Regions from separate parts of the Gasterosteus aculeatus genome. Here regions 2 and 3 are each linked to region 1. Evidence: chromatin contacts called from public Hi-C data. All regions are on one chromosome and are shown on one strand. The core of a region is the stretch at or near the end of the contact, and the rest is flanking DNA. Distances in the headings are between cores, read along the strand shown. Region 1 holds the start of LOC120827768 (transcription factor Sox-9). Region 2 has its middle 47 kb from the start of LOC120827768. Region 3 overlaps LOC120827769 (a long non-coding RNA gene).

The links. A called contact is a pair of places that touch in the nucleus more often than the background predicts.
Region 2: a contact with region 1 is called in a Hi-C map of whole body, with 4 times the contacts expected there. The contact joins the enhancer-like site here to the promoter of LOC120827768 in region 1. A contact is called at or near these places in 5 of 6 Hi-C or Micro-C datasets (liver, skeletal muscle, tail fin and 1 more).
Region 3: a contact with region 1 is called in a Hi-C map of tail fin, with 4 times the contacts expected there. The contact joins the enhancer-like site here to the promoter of LOC120827768 in region 1. A contact is called at or near these places in 2 of 6 Hi-C or Micro-C datasets (liver and tail fin).

What each region holds. Positions count from the first base shown.
Region 1 is chr11:10,974,365-10,979,403 of fGasAcu3.hap1.1, reverse strand. LOC120827768 (transcription factor Sox-9) reads right to left here and starts at 1,903. Exons shown (of 3, transcript XM_040190876.2): 1 at 1,121-1,903; 2 at 541-788; 3 at 1-263. The coding sequence starts at 1,545. The region is part of intron 1 of LOC144384527 (a long non-coding RNA gene); the gene reads left to right.
Region 2 is chr11:10,927,710-10,932,520 of fGasAcu3.hap1.1, reverse strand. No RefSeq gene overlaps it. Among protein-coding and RNA genes, the nearest start is that of LOC120827768, 47 kb to the left of the region's middle. Within about 2 kb of position 1,685, at least 3 of the 9 cell types and tissues checked have open chromatin away from gene starts, as enhancers often do.
Region 3 is chr11:11,034,934-11,040,021 of fGasAcu3.hap1.1, reverse strand. The region is part of intron 1 of LOC120827769 (a long non-coding RNA gene); the gene reads left to right. Among protein-coding and RNA genes, the nearest start is that of LOC120827769, 23 kb to the left of the region's middle. Within about 2 kb of position 2,166, at least 3 of the 9 cell types and tissues checked have open chromatin away from gene starts, as enhancers often do.

The sequences.
Region 1 (5,039 bases), core at 654-3,153:
GGCGTAGCCGCCCTGAGCTGCTCCCGTCACTCCAATGTGGCTGTGAGGTGGCAGGTACTGATCGAACTCATCGACGTCGAAGCTGCCCATGTTGGAGATGACCTCGCTGCTCAGCTCGCCGATGTCCACAGCTCCAAAGTCGATGTTGAGCTGGCGGCTGGTGCCCTCCTGCATGGGGCGACCCTCTCGCTTCAGGTCAGCCTTGCTGGAGGGCAGGTCTGTCTTGGGGGTGGTAGGGGGTGTTGGAGGGCCCTGGGACGGACCTGGTTGGAGGAAAGACAAGAGTTAGCCTTGAAATAAAATGTACCCGCGTGGTGAATCGAAATGCCAGTGTATTTGCAAATGGTTTCAGGAGGAGGTTTTGTTGACACTGTACCGACAGATACCAGCACGATGGCTTGTAAAACACTAATCATTAAGCACTAATCATTAACAGGTGCCTGTTCAAGGCCCTAACAGCTTCTGAATATTTGATTTATACCAGCACGTGCTTACTGTACCAGCAAAATGTGCTCTTTATTTCCCGCATTATATTCTCACCTGAATGCTCTCCTGGAGAATGCACCTCGCCCGAACTTGAAGCTGGAGAATCGACCTGCTGCAGAGCCTTGAAGATCGCATTTGGAGAGATGTGGGTTTGCTCGCCGTCCTCGGGGTCGTTTTGCCCGTTTTTCACGGACTTTCTCCGCCTGGGCTGATATTTGTAGTCGGGGTGGTCCTTCTTGTGCTGGACTCTCAAACGCTCAGCTTCTTCCACAAACGGGCGCTTCTCTGCTTCGTTGAGCAATCTGAAAATATCACGGATAATTGTACATTCACATTAAAACGCGTTCAATTGGCAGCAAGCACGACATACATTGATTATTTTAATGTTCGAGAAAAGCAGCCACAAAAAAAGTTTGCGCATTCTAAGCCCAGACCAGCTGGATAGTAAAACAAGCAGTTATATATAGATAAAACCGCAATAATTAGTAATGTAATTTTAAAAGCTGTAGTCAAATTACAAGGCAGATTGAAGCAGCTGTACACGAAGTGGCGCATCGCATCGGAGAAATAGTTGTTCCCGCACACGGCGGCGCGTAAATACGCACGAGTTATTGCGAATGCAAAGCAAACCTACCTCCAAAGTTTTCCCAGGGTTTTGCTGAGTTCGGCATTGTGCAAATGCGGGTATTGATCGGCCAGCTTCCTCCTTGCGGCTTGAGCCCAGACCATGAACGCATTCATGGGTCTCTTGACGTGAGGTTTGCTTTTACTCGAGCCGTTGACGCGCACCGGCATGGGCACCAGAGTCCAGTCGTAGCCCTTCAACACCTGGGACACCGCATCTCTGATGCACACGGGGAACTTTTCTTCTTCGCCCTCTTTCTTGTAGTCTGCACCCAGGAGGAGGTGGTTGTCGGACGGCCGGGTGTTCTCAGTGTCCGAACCGGACACGGAGCACGGTGAGCCTGCGGAGTCCTCGGACATGCTGGGACTGGGAGCGTCAGAGTGACACTTCTCCTGTTCTTCTGTCATCTTCAGGTAAGGGTCGAGGAGATTCATGCGAAAAAATTGAAAGAAAAACTTCTCGCAGTGAAAACAACAACAAAAAAGGAGAAAATCCTTATTTCTAAATCCGAGTGCTGTGCCCAAAGACTGCAGTGACAGCCTATCAGGGCGCACGGCTTGACGGGCAAACTTGAATCCTTTTTTTAAAAAAAACACACACACACACAAAAAAAATGTCAAAAATAAAAGTTTTTGACGATCCGTCGACTTTCACAAGCGAAGAAGGGAAATCTGTTTCTCTTTCTAATGCTCAGCGTTGCAACTGTGACTTAAGGAGAAATGTGGCTGAGATGTCTGCTCCTGGAGCGTCGCTGAAGAGTCTAGAGACGCAGGAGGCGAAGCCCGGATTTATGTTTGACGGCCGCGAACTGATTGGGGGAAAACTTGTGGTAGGCGGAGACGTAATATGACTCTGCTCTGAGGGATTGATGCAGTCAACAACAACGAAACCACAGTCACAGTAGAGAAGAGGTGTTTTCCCCTTATAAACCCAGGTTTCATTGACATTTTAGCTTTGATGAAAAGTTTAAACTTATCTCACACTCTCTGACAAAAAGTAAGGCTATACTTAGTAAAAAGTCACAACCTCGAAATGTTACAATAATGTTTGGGATTTTAATATTGCAGTGAAATCAAGATGAAAAAAAAGAAAAAAGACCCTCTGAATTTACTTTGATACTAGAGGCGAAAGCATTTTACTCACTTTATTGTTAGAGGCATCTATTGGTATATGTACTTGTACTTTATTCTTCTTTCTTTTATTTATTTCAAGCAGGAACTACAGGCTAATTTGCATATTGGGAAAAAACCTGTCCCCCGATTGACAAGTCACTTGCTTTGCCGACAAAAAGTCAAAGAATCTGACTCTGAATCTCAAAGTTGGGGTTTCAGGTAAAGTCGCCACGATCAATTGGAAACCTGTTTCTCCTTTCTACATTCGAGTAGTTCTCATTTGGAAACTGGGGACGTTTTTTGATGGTATTTTCTTCTACTCTTCTTTTGGAATAACGCGGGTAGCTTTGTGCACGGAGACAATCCCGTGAGCCGCATCCCCGTCGCCTCTCGGCTCGATGCAGTGACCAATCGGACCAACAGGGGGCGACAGCAGTCCAGCAACTGTGCAGCGCGCCAACCATTCAGACACTACCGGGTGATACAAACATATTGTTATTCCGGTAGATGGGTTATTAGTGACATGTGGCTTTAAAAACGATTCTTATTTCAAATAAACAACAAGTGACATGCGGTATCCCCCATTTTTGACGTTTACTGTTGAAGTTTAGAAAAGCTGAAGATTACTATTTTGATTGATGATTTAGATTGCTGCTGATTCAGTGATTGGTGATTTGCAACTATTTCTATTCTATCTTTTGACAATGTGAATCTAGAGGACAAATATAAATAATAGCAGTATTAACAATGATGATTAAATTAATAATAATCATAAGAATGATAAGTTTGTGAAAGTAAGTAAAGTAATATGTTAGGCTACTTAGTTGATTTAAGGTTTTCCTCGGTCGACGCAAACATTTAAAAATGTCTGTGGAGAACCGGATCAAAACAAACATGTCTCAACACTGAAATCTACTTTGCTGGATTTGTTCCAACACTTGTTTTTGCTGCACAAAGGACACTTTGTTGAGAGAGTTCAGTCCCTATAATCCATGCTTACCATTTTATAAACCAAATCCGACTGCTGCTTGTTATGTGTCGACATTCAGTCATGAAAACTGAAAGTTTTCTATTTTTATCACAAAGTTGGTTTAATAATCAAGGAGTCCAAAGTAAAGAACTTTTATTAATGAAGTATATCTGTAATCATTTAAGAATATAATATCAACCACATTGAATGGGGCTGATAAGAACATAAAATACTTATTATTTTTTAAATAACACATATCATTCTCTTGCAGAATACTTAGTAATAGCCTGTCGGCAGTCGGAGCCTTTCATTGCTGGGTTAACATTTTGAAAATCACCTTTCATATTCAAAGAGGGCAGTCGTTCAAGATTTGCTGTGAAAGCCTTTCAGCCCATCTTGACCCTGACATGTTCATTAAAACGTGCCCGTCTCCCGCATACAACTAAATGAAATACAACAAAACAAAGTGGTGTGAAACAAAGTGGATTTGAAAAAATGAAGGACTGTTTGAGTTGTTTTTTTTTCACGGGAGTTAATAGTTATAATTATGTTGATTTTGTAACACTCTAAAGTAACCCGACTCTCTGTACTTATCATGAAACCCTTGATCTATTTCCCGCAATGTACTTAAACCCTTTGAATTCTCTCTCAAGGTTTCAGCTCACTTCAGGCACCAATATCCTTCTGGCAGTCTCTTACTTTTGCTGTGTACAAACCAACACACCATATCTCATTAGAGCGTAAATATTTGTCATTTTCAGTTTTTTGGAGGCGAGCTGCTGCCATTTGAGACGGCGGGTTTCAACATGCAGAGGAGGAAACCCATGTGATGGCTAACACGGAGGCATCAGAGATGCGGTCGCTCGTGTTTGCGCCCCCACAGTGCTAACGGCAGAAGGCTTGAGGTGCCCCGTAGAATGGGAGGAGGGTGGGGGACGCAGGTCCTCAGGCGGCCCGGGCTCGCAGCTTACATGGAATACCCGCCTGCAGGCCGAGCAGGTCTTGGGAAACTTCTCAGCTTGACTTCGAGCCGTGGCGTCAAAAGTTTGAGTCAAACACTGAGGGTAAACTGCCAAGTCATGTCTTCCACCTTCCCTGGCTCGCTCAGATTCCACTGTAAATGTTTGAGCAGGCCGCCCCCTTTTTTTTTTTCAAACGTGTTGGTGCGTCGCCTTCGAAGAATGCTTCTCAACAATTGAATCAAAAGAAGCGGTACATGCATGTGTTGCATTTCGCAATTCTTTGATTGAAGGGAAGGTTTGATTTATTTCCTTGTGCAGGAATGTATAAAGGCTATGCGGAGAACTTTTAAAAATGTTGCAATAGCATTGAAATCCTTTGTTTGAATGATCTCGCGCCCATAAGAGACGGAAAGACTTCCCCGATTGACAAATACTGCGGCAGGGTGACGCGGTGGAGGCAGAGGTGGCTTCGGCCGCTCACAACAGACGTAACACCTGTCTGAGATTTTCCGCAACTAGTGCCAACTGGCCGAGACATGTCAGAAGACTGCGACAGGAAGAACTGAGATTATCCCGCCGGAGAAAAGTCTGAACTTCTGCTTTCCGCTGTTGGTTCTTATCAAAATGCACTATTGTTTAATTGACCTGGCAGTTTCCACCCTCCATCATCGGGTCAGATAACACGTTCGATAGCTCAGCTACGCCACCAAGGAAGTCCGGCTGGGAAACAAATTCTGGCCTTCACCCCCTCCGGGGACCAGCATTGTGTGATCATTTCTGCTGCACACTTACTTGTATAGGTTCTGCTTTCCTCCGGCGTCCTCGTGCAGATAATGCTACTGTAATCTCAGCCTTATCTGCTCCAGGACTTTAATAAACTGAAA
Region 2 (4,811 bases), core at 436-2,935, 47 kb after region 1:
TATTTTTATGGTATAACACGTCACACATTTACATTTAAATGACTAGTATTCACAAAAGTGATTTTCTTTTGAAAAGAGTTCAATTAATTCACACAACTAACTTCTGGTGGTCCTTTTTTATTGTCCTGACACATTCTACGTAACTGTTTACTGGGCGCACGAGGCTCTCTGCCCACACCTTATTAAAACGGCTTAACACACCTGGAAAATAAAATGCCGCTGAAAAATGCTTTGCTTCCAGTGCAAGATAAAGTCCGCCACCTTCGCTGAGGACTAATTGGCTGTTAAGACCGTAACAAACTTAAGCATAACCGTTAAACTGATAAGCAAATAGCCATAATTAGAAGAGCAGTCAACAGGGTTGGCAACATGCAAACCAGTAGCCAGTTGTCTCCGACAGTGAATTGGAGCTGTCTTTATTTTAGAAAGACACTGCTCTCGAGATCATGTTTCCATGGTTTTTGTTTTTTGCAGACCTGCACAAGTATTTAAGTTAACATGTAGGGTGTTGGATGCACATGACGATCCGTATGAAACGTACTGTTAATGGCGGCATGTCTGCTAAGTCTGAAAGAAAACAGGTTTCCCCAGTTCTGCTTAAGGACATTAAGCAACACCCTCCATATCGTAAACATCTTTAACTGTGTCTTTGCTTTTTTCTTAGTGTCAGTTTTGTTTCAAGCTGCAGATATACAATGAAGAAAAATTCATGTCTATCTGTTTTTTCTGGTATAAATATCATACGTGGCCACAGTATCAAAGAAGGAAACAAGGTAAATCAGTGCCAAAATGAGTTTCTTTCGCAAGGTTTATTTTTAGGAGTCTGCGACAGACAACAGGTGATACAGGTACTGTTTTTTTGTCGAGATGTCCTTTAACGTGAACATGTTGACAGAACAAGTTCTAGGAAGTGAAGTATTCATCGAAAGGGAATTCCACCTGAAGCCGGCTAGCAGCGTCTTAGTTTTCACAGAGGCGTCTGACAAAGTGGTCCAACCGGTGGCCGTCTACGGTTAACGCAATGTTTCACCCAGTCTAGTATTACAAGGTAATTACAGCGCAAGACTTTTTTTTCGTTCTCTGGCATTTAATATATTGCTTCATTATCAAACTATACAATACAATATATCACACAACCCTCGGTGTAATGGCCAAAAAGCTTTTACGATACATTACGAGGCTTAACATAATACATAACCATGTAATGCCCCGACTGAGGTGGCTACTGTATCACCATTACTTCATTGAATTAAGTTTTAAATGCAAAAGGGATAGTGTTGCACAGTGTGTTGAGCGGCCTTTTCTCCCCCTCCCCCCCTCCCTTTGGGGTCAGCGGGGCTGTAAATGTCACTCTGAATTGATGAACTGTTGTTCGAGCTGACTTGTCAAATAAAGATTCTCAGTTTCACACCAAACGATCCGCGTCTTTCGATCCGAGCGTCAAAACAAATGTCTCTCTTTTCATATGTTGTGATATAACGTTAAAAAAATGTCGGGTAATCAAAGCATTTTTCTAACAGCTGGTAACAGAGTCGGGGAAAGCTGGTTAAGACAAAGGTCCTTTTAAGATACAAAGTGCAGGTGACCAACTTGTGCTCGTGTCATGTAGCCGGCTGTCAGGCTGAAGCGCGGCTGATTGTTAACACCCCACAGCGAGACCTGTTGCCCCGGGCTATTAGTCATCCTGACAAGCGCGGCGTACGTGCCAGTCTCTGGTCATGACACACTTGTTTCCACCATCTCCCCACCTTCTCACACCACTCCAGCTCTGATATGTTCCTAACGCATAGTGGCAAGAGTGACACAATGCCACTGACCCAAAACAAGCACCTATCAATTACTGATGAAAGAGGCCTTTTACCTATTTCTTACGTCATGTTCAGAGTCGGGCGTGGATGGGACTTAAAGCCATGTCAAAGGTGAGTGAGAAAAAACTTGGACGGAATAATAAAGTAGTGCATACTCTTCAAAGTTTAGCAATGTTGTATCAAATTATTGAATGAATTGCTCTGTAGCTGGAAATTTAAGAAGGTGCATGTTAGTATTGTGCAACTACTTACAGTAGTAATCATTTTATGGTAAATACAACTGTTTCTTTTCTTTATTTGTTTGCTGCTGGTTAACTAATGAACAACTTTATATGATATCACTTTTAGAAATATAAATTGTAAAGCTTTCCAGGCTAAATTTGGGATTCTAGAGAAAAAATAGGAAACAAAAAAAATTATTCAATTGTTTTCTCCCTTCCTCATTATATACTATAACTTATTTAATGATACAATGTATGGCTGTAGAGTCTGCGTGTTCTCCCACAGTCCAAAGACATGCTCTGGGGATCAGGTTGATTGGTGCCTGTAGGTGTGTGGATGTGAGTGTGAATGGTTGTGTGTCTCTGTGTTGGCCCTGCGATTGGCTGGCGACCAATCCAGCGTGTACCCTGTCTCTCGCCCGAAGTTGGCTGGGATGGACTCCAGCCCCCCCGCGACCCTGTGTGCAGGATAAGCAGTTGGATGGATGGGTATCAGTTTCTTTTCATTGATGGACAGAAAAGTAGCACATTATCTGAATATGATAAAAATTGGAAATTACCCGATAAAATACTTTTACTGCAGTTTTTTCACAATACTTTGTCTTGTCTCCGCTATGCTCACATGTGGATTCAACTTTAATTTTGTTAGAGGAGGAGATGTCGCTATAAAAATCATATTAATCTGATGTATGCTGCTATCGGTACACTTAACTTGCACATCCTGATTCTCCTTTTTTGTTCTCTGCATGTCACGCTTAGAAGGCCACCATATTAAAAGAAGCAAATTTCCTCCATGATGTGTTAAATGCAATCCTCTGCGAAATGAGCAAATGTAACGATGTTAATGTGGCCATTCGTGCACACAATGATGCACTAATGTAGACTGATTTTGAGGTATAATAGATGTTTATTTTAAGCATTGGTTTGCAAAATTTGTCTGAGTTGTCATACCAATCTTAGACTGCTGTAATAAATATAAGCAGTGATTTAATATAAGACCAGGCAGGGATTCAGCATACTGTTAAAGTCATTATGAGCTTGCTCTTCTCTTTCATCATGTCCAGGTTGGAGGCCTCCCTTCGGCGGCTGCAAAGAGGAGACGTGATCAGCGGATCAAATTTGGGGCCATAGATAATGTATTTGCTTAATTTACAGCTTGGTGGTTTCTTAATCTTGTCCTTTTCTGGTCCTGAGGTGACAAGCAAACGCTGTATTCAGAAACTCTGAGGTGTAATCAGCAATCAGAAATAGGAAGCCAGATGTCGGGCCTTTATAAATGGTTTCCTCCGAGGAGTTTGATTTAGTGTCCCGAGCGCAGTTAAACTTACAGTGTGTGTGTGTGTGTGTGTGTGTGTGTGTGTGTGTGTGTGTGTGTGTGTGTGTGTGTGTTGGAGTGATGAAGGGGGGAGAGGGGAGGGAGGGGGGAGGGAGGGGGGGGGTGCTTGCAGATCTGGGTGAGCAGAGAACAAAAAATTAAAAACAATATCTACATATATAAAAATTGAAGAACAATATCCCAAAATCAACTCAAATGATTTTTATGTTTGAGGATGAGGATTTATGCTGGCTTCAGTCAGTATAAGCTATTGAACACACTGGAGGCTTTGCCCTTTGACCTTAGTATTCCTGAGGGGGAAACATTTGTAAACACTGCAAAGCCAATGGGGTGACATCACTGGCATTAAGTCAACATGTAAAGTGCATTTTATTTTGTATTTATTTAAACCAGGACAGTGATAAAATATAGTTCTCCTATTTCACTATAAGTCACAAAGAGCTGACATTTGATTCAGTTACATGTTTTTTCAGTATTTCTTGAGTCCCTTTTTTATCAACAAAGACAAATAGAGTAGTTTAAGGCACCTTGTTGTTATACAACTAACACATACGTCAAATAATAAGTGACCAATATCAGTTGACCTTATTAATGCCTAATACCATAGATGTGTTTTCACTACTTTTTTTTGTCTAGTTTTACACATTTAGCAATGTTGTTTTTTTTCCGCAACAAAGTGTTTACCAGTGAGGGGCTCAAATACCATCCTCATTCAAATGTTTATCTTTGCAACTTGACTAAGAAAATCAGAATAAATACAGAAACGAATTTTCAGATAACTTACTGGTCTGCTCTTACGCCGTACGCACTAATCCCCACATCCTCCCTCAGGGACTTGCACACCGAAGAGGAACGGGGGCATATCACTCATATTTATGGAAATGATCTGGGAGTGTTCTCCCATGGCGCTCGGCTTCTCAGCGGGTGCGTTGCGAACGCAGGCGCTGATCTCTCCAGCAGCTGCCTCGCCGGGAGAGACCTGTGATTCCCATCAAAAGGCCACCGTGAGGTTCCCAAAACAAAAACAAAGCAAACATAGTTTGATCAGTCCATTTGGAATTAGCGCTGATGCAATGTGGCTTAATTAGGGGAAACGTTGATTAGTTGTTGCTGTGCAGCAGCAGCAGCTGAGGTCCTCGGAGGTTGAAAGAGGTGCCAGGGATTTGAATGTTCTCAGACCCCGACCCTTGTTTGACCCCGTGGATTCCTCTACGAAAAGTATGACAAGTCGTTAAAGATCAGGATTTGAAAAAAGGAGATATGCAGTTACAGTAATTCGCATACAATTCTCCAACCTCACAACTCACTTTGTGTAAATTACGTCATTAATATTCATTAGAAATGTGTTTTTCACGTCAGAATTACTCTCTACAAAATGGTGATGCATTCAAGTGTTAAACATCCAGTCTGAGCCACAAGCATTTACATTTACTTCACTCTTCTACT
Region 3 (5,088 bases), core at 917-3,416, 60 kb before region 1:
GTGTTTACGAAGCACAGGGCTGGGAAACTTAGCGTTTGGCCCTCCAGGTGTGTGAGCCGGTGGTTCGTCGGGGCTTGTGCGGCCTGCTGCGGAGGTGGCTCCGTGACAGCGGTAATGATAGGTTGTGGCGAGTGAAGACGTGTGTGTGTGTGTGTGTGTTTCCGCAGGCGAGCGTTAGCTGCGCTCCTGATGACATACACAAGTCCGTGCACACAGTCAACAACGTACTTTATATCAGACTTCACATCCAACGCATCGTTAGCAATTAGACGCATGACATCAGGGCGAGTGAGCACTTGCCAAGAGAGGAGGAGGCAAGTTCTACAAGTCTGGGGTCAGATGATCCTCAACCAACCGGCGCTGTCTGAAATGCAGGCTCTTAAGTTGGGTGACATGGGGGTCAAGTTCAGGTTGAGCTATAATCAAGCAGAGCGGGTCAAGTGCTTTTGCCTGTTTGATTGTCTTCCACGTGTTGGCAGGATACCTCTTCCAGTTACATTTGCACCAAGTATGATTCAATCAATTGGATGATTCAACCAGTCTCTATAATGTATTATCTGCACAGATAAGAAACATTACATCTTCTTAAAACTTCCTGAATTAGTGCGCCTTTCTTCTCTTTGTTGTGGTGTGAAATGTTGGATTCACACACCAGCTTTATTGAAAATAAAATGTTTGTCCACAGTGACACATCTATGGTTGAATTGTTTGTACTACAGGAAGGGCTACCAAAATGCTGCACAATGGATAAGTAACGTGTACGTCTATTTAAACAACCTCTGCTTTCAAAACCTGTTTCACCTGTAAACGCCAACCCAAACAGTTTATAATTACAGCAAATTCTGTTAAATTTAGATTATTCCCCATAGATCCCAGTTTAATATCCCAAAGGGGTTTTTGATGCTATATTTTTTACTTTATTTTCTGCTACAAAAAGGCTTTTCTGCAGGAGCAGCTTTGCAGATGCTCTTTGACAACCGAGGCCCCCGAGCTCAGCGCTGCGGATGTTGAGATTAGTTTCTCATTTTATGACAAGCACATACCTGGTGCTTATTAAATGGGCTCTTCAACCCACATTTACAGTAATGTGGAAAGAAGATAATAGTGTCGCACCACAAAGATGCTCATTGTTGGGGCTTGCACTGAGACCTTCCATCACAACTTGCTGCGGCTAGCCGCCCCGCACAGTAAAGCTCTCAGGAGGACCTTTTTCTGTGCCGGGACGTTCCACGTTGGTCTTACCACTCTAGCCGCAGCCGCACCGCTTCTCTGTGCCGTCATATCGCGAACATTGAAATACACAGACGTGTGCAGAGCGGAGATGACAGGCAAGCTATTGTCTTTTCTTACACATGGTGGACTGGAAGAATAAGCTGTGGTTTTAAGACCGTTGTTGCTGCTGGTGCTTTATGTCAAGGTGGTTCCTTAACATGTCTGCATGCATTCAACCAAGCAAAAACGTGAGCTGCATTAGAGCAAAGACATAGGAGACACATCACTTTTAGTGTCCCCTGTCACTCCGAACAAGGCAACTTGGCACATTCCATTCTCTGGGGCATATTAATTAAAAAACAAACTCCATAGCTGATTAACTGCAGGTATCAGCGAGTTCTTTGTCCTTCAAAGATCAGACGCTATTGTAGTGGGTGTCTGTAGAAATCCTTGTGAGATTATTTTTCTATTACATTTCGTGTTCAGAATTGATCTCTAATGGGGCTGAGTTCAAAGAAAGGAAGAGGACATGTCCCGCTGTCTGAGGACTTAGTGTTGATTCAAAGCCTTCCAACTGTTAACAGCAGCCGGTCTTCTTAGGAGCTCCGACTTCAGGGTCCAACTGTATATGAAAAAAAAAGAAGCTTTAGTCAATCCCCGACAGGACGACACTATGCATCTCCCCACGCACTGTAGATGAAAGGTTCATGATTTAGATCGTATTAAGCTGTCCGCAGAGGTTTTAAAACTTCCTTGCTCTATCTTTGAATCATGTTTATTTCTCTTCAGCGCGTTTCTTTTGCAGTCCCGGAGAAGACGGGCCCAGAAGTCAGTGTCAGCACTTACTTTTGTGATTTCTTTCTTGGCAGAGGAACAATAGCTTAGTTTATGCAGTGCATTCCTGATTATTGACACACTTTGGTATGGCGGAGGATTAGCGCGCACCCCGGCTTGCTGATTCTTCTGCTCTGACTCCTGAGCAACACCTGGGTGTATCCACGACAACAGACAGCACAAGGAACAGTGATTTCTCCACCGACCGGTTCGACAGAAAGTCTCTGGCGATGCTTGTGCAAGGAGGGTCCCTTAAGAGAGGACAAGCGGGAAATGTTTACTTGACACAAAGCACAAGGTGAATCCTTGCAAAAGTGCCCAGCTACTATTGGAATTGACTTGTTTCCTACCAATAAAAATCACAAAATGTCTTCATGCACAAGTTTCTATCCTTTATGTTCAGTATAGAAAGCGTAATAGGGTGAAGATGGTGGTTTATGGTTTCCTGCAAGAAGAGCTGGTAGCCCTGATTACCTTAGTCCGGCTGTAGCCCACATGTGGCCTGATAGCAGAGACAGAGGCAGCCTTGTTAGCACTTGGCTGAGCGTCTCCTAATGACCTGCTCCTCAATCTTATCGGCAGGAGCCCACAGGAGCAGTAGCAAGCATCCTGGTGAAGCCTTACCGCTTACGTCATGGCCTATAGGTTCCACACTATAGTTCTACCTAGTCTGCAGCACACTTCACTTTTGCCCAGCAGCTGGAGAGAAAGATGTTCGAACTTTTGGGGCATAACGTATTATGGCGGAAACAAGATTCCAAACTGATGCAATCGTTCATCTCGAGTCAGCAGTAATGATGAGTCAGCAGTAATGATGGTCTCAAACAGTCAGTCAGGTCTGTTCAAAAATTGGGGTAAAAGGACCGCGACCCATCAGCCTGGGTCCGGTAGTGTGCAAGAGTAACCGTGGACAGACAGATGCACACATGTCTGGGGACAGTGATAAGATTAGCTTCTCAAATCAAACAACTGTGGTGCTGAATTGAAACAATCGAGTATAGAGTTGGTCGTGACATCACTCATCGGTTTCTGGAAACGCTGTCACCTCTGCCACCTTGGATCATAGTTGTCGCCATCTTGACATTTTGCAGCCGGGGAATGAAAGGGACCATAATTGATGTTTTTACGCGCACTTTTCCTACCACATTTTTTTCTATCGACATGATGTTCATGCACAGTGGAATGCGGTAACCGTCAAGTAATGACAAGACTAATTACATGTTAATAGTCATAAAACCAGTAATGAGACAACCACTCATTACTTTTACCTTCTTGCTTATTACTTTTAAATATTGCAATTATAAAGTTAGTGAACAACCAAAACAACAAAATAGTCCAAACTGTTTAAACAAATAAAACTTCAAAGGAATTGAAGAACATGGCATTATGCGTTGTTGGCTGCTAAAAAAGAAAAAGAAAAGAAAGCTTCCTGATGAGCTGAATTGTCAGGGAGGAAATGTAAATAATGTAAATGAAGGCCGTGGAACCGGACCTGGCCCGCTCAGGAGCCCTCTCGCTCTCGAAGAGTGGTTTGGTTTGGCGCTGTCCCTTTTGTTGACACTGCGAAGGTTCTCATGCCTGTCAGGCCGCTGTCCTCGAACGGCACCACCATGACATGGCCTGCACAATGCTACCGGCTGGCCACACTGTCACACTATTGTCTCACTATCACCGGTTGCTTGACTGGAAAAAAGTTATAAATATTTTTGTGCAACTGCATCACTAGATGAGCTGTGCTGTTTGATTGTTGTGTCACTTTTTGTTCCATCCTTCTTTGGCGCTTCAGCCTTGTCATGCGGTAGCCTATATTCTTTTTTTTTCTTTCTGATGGCTCATGACTTGTTTGGGCGTTGGCGTTTGCGGGGACAAAAAAAAACCTTCCCCGTGCCATTAAATGCAGATTATTGCAGGCTTTTAACGGAGATCTTATGGTGTGAGGCATCGTGGGAACTCTGGTGAACCTCCCGACCCCACGCACCACTGCAGCACAGTGACCCTCATCACGTGACAAAGGAATGTACCGCATCTTTTGTTTTAACACCCACGGCACTCATGGAGTTGAGAGCGTTTTTGCATAGCACAGAATGATTACTAGCTTGGCATTTTGCCTCCCCATTCTCCCCCCAGTGTTATTCCCAAACAGGATTTGCAAGCTGCTCTCTCCTGCACCTTTTAAATCACTTCAAGCGCTACTGAAGCCTTTTTCACCCAAAGCGGGCACCAATCTAATGGCATCATTTGGGCCAGCACACATCAAGAGACTCAACCCCCCCCCCCCCCCCCCACTTTTTTTTCTGTGCTTAAGTTTTTTGTGAACAGCGCAAAACAAAAGACCGGCCCAATGAAGCGCATCTTTGCTTGCGGGCTGAATAGAGGGGCCCCTTTCATGGCTGTTTATGAGCACCCCTCTTCAAAAACACACATACAAATCACATCCAGTTCTCCGAATGGCTCCTCTGATGGCATGATGGCAGGATGATGGCGGGATGATGGCAGGAAGGCGAGAGGGCGTGCATCCTGTGGTGCCTCTCTCCCCTTTCATACGTTCAAATTGATGGAGGTTAACTGTCCTTTCCATCAGTTTGTTTTCATTGGATGAATGATTGGATGATGTTACATAATGACAAGTGTAAAATATCATTAAAGCCTTCATATAAGAAATACTGGACAGAAGCCAGTCGGTATCAAACTGTTTTTTGCCTTCTGTGTTTTTCCAAATGCATAATGCGGTTTGTGGGGAAGCTTGTTCGTTTCTCCACTTTATGTGTGGAGAGCAGCTTACGTCAGACTTAGCCCAAAAAGCAATTGGATGCTATAATCGGTCAGATATCCTTTTCAAAACGTAGCCAAAAGTCATTGTTTGCTTTTCAAGTTTTTGCATTTTCTTCCTCCCCTTATCTTGCATTATAGCAGATGAAATAATATTCGTGGTTTTGACCCGTTTGTCAAACTATTAATCGGTTCATCGAAAAAAGCCCAAGATCAAACAAAAAAACATTACACTTTAATTTGTTGATGATATGTTTCTTATTTAGCATAGAA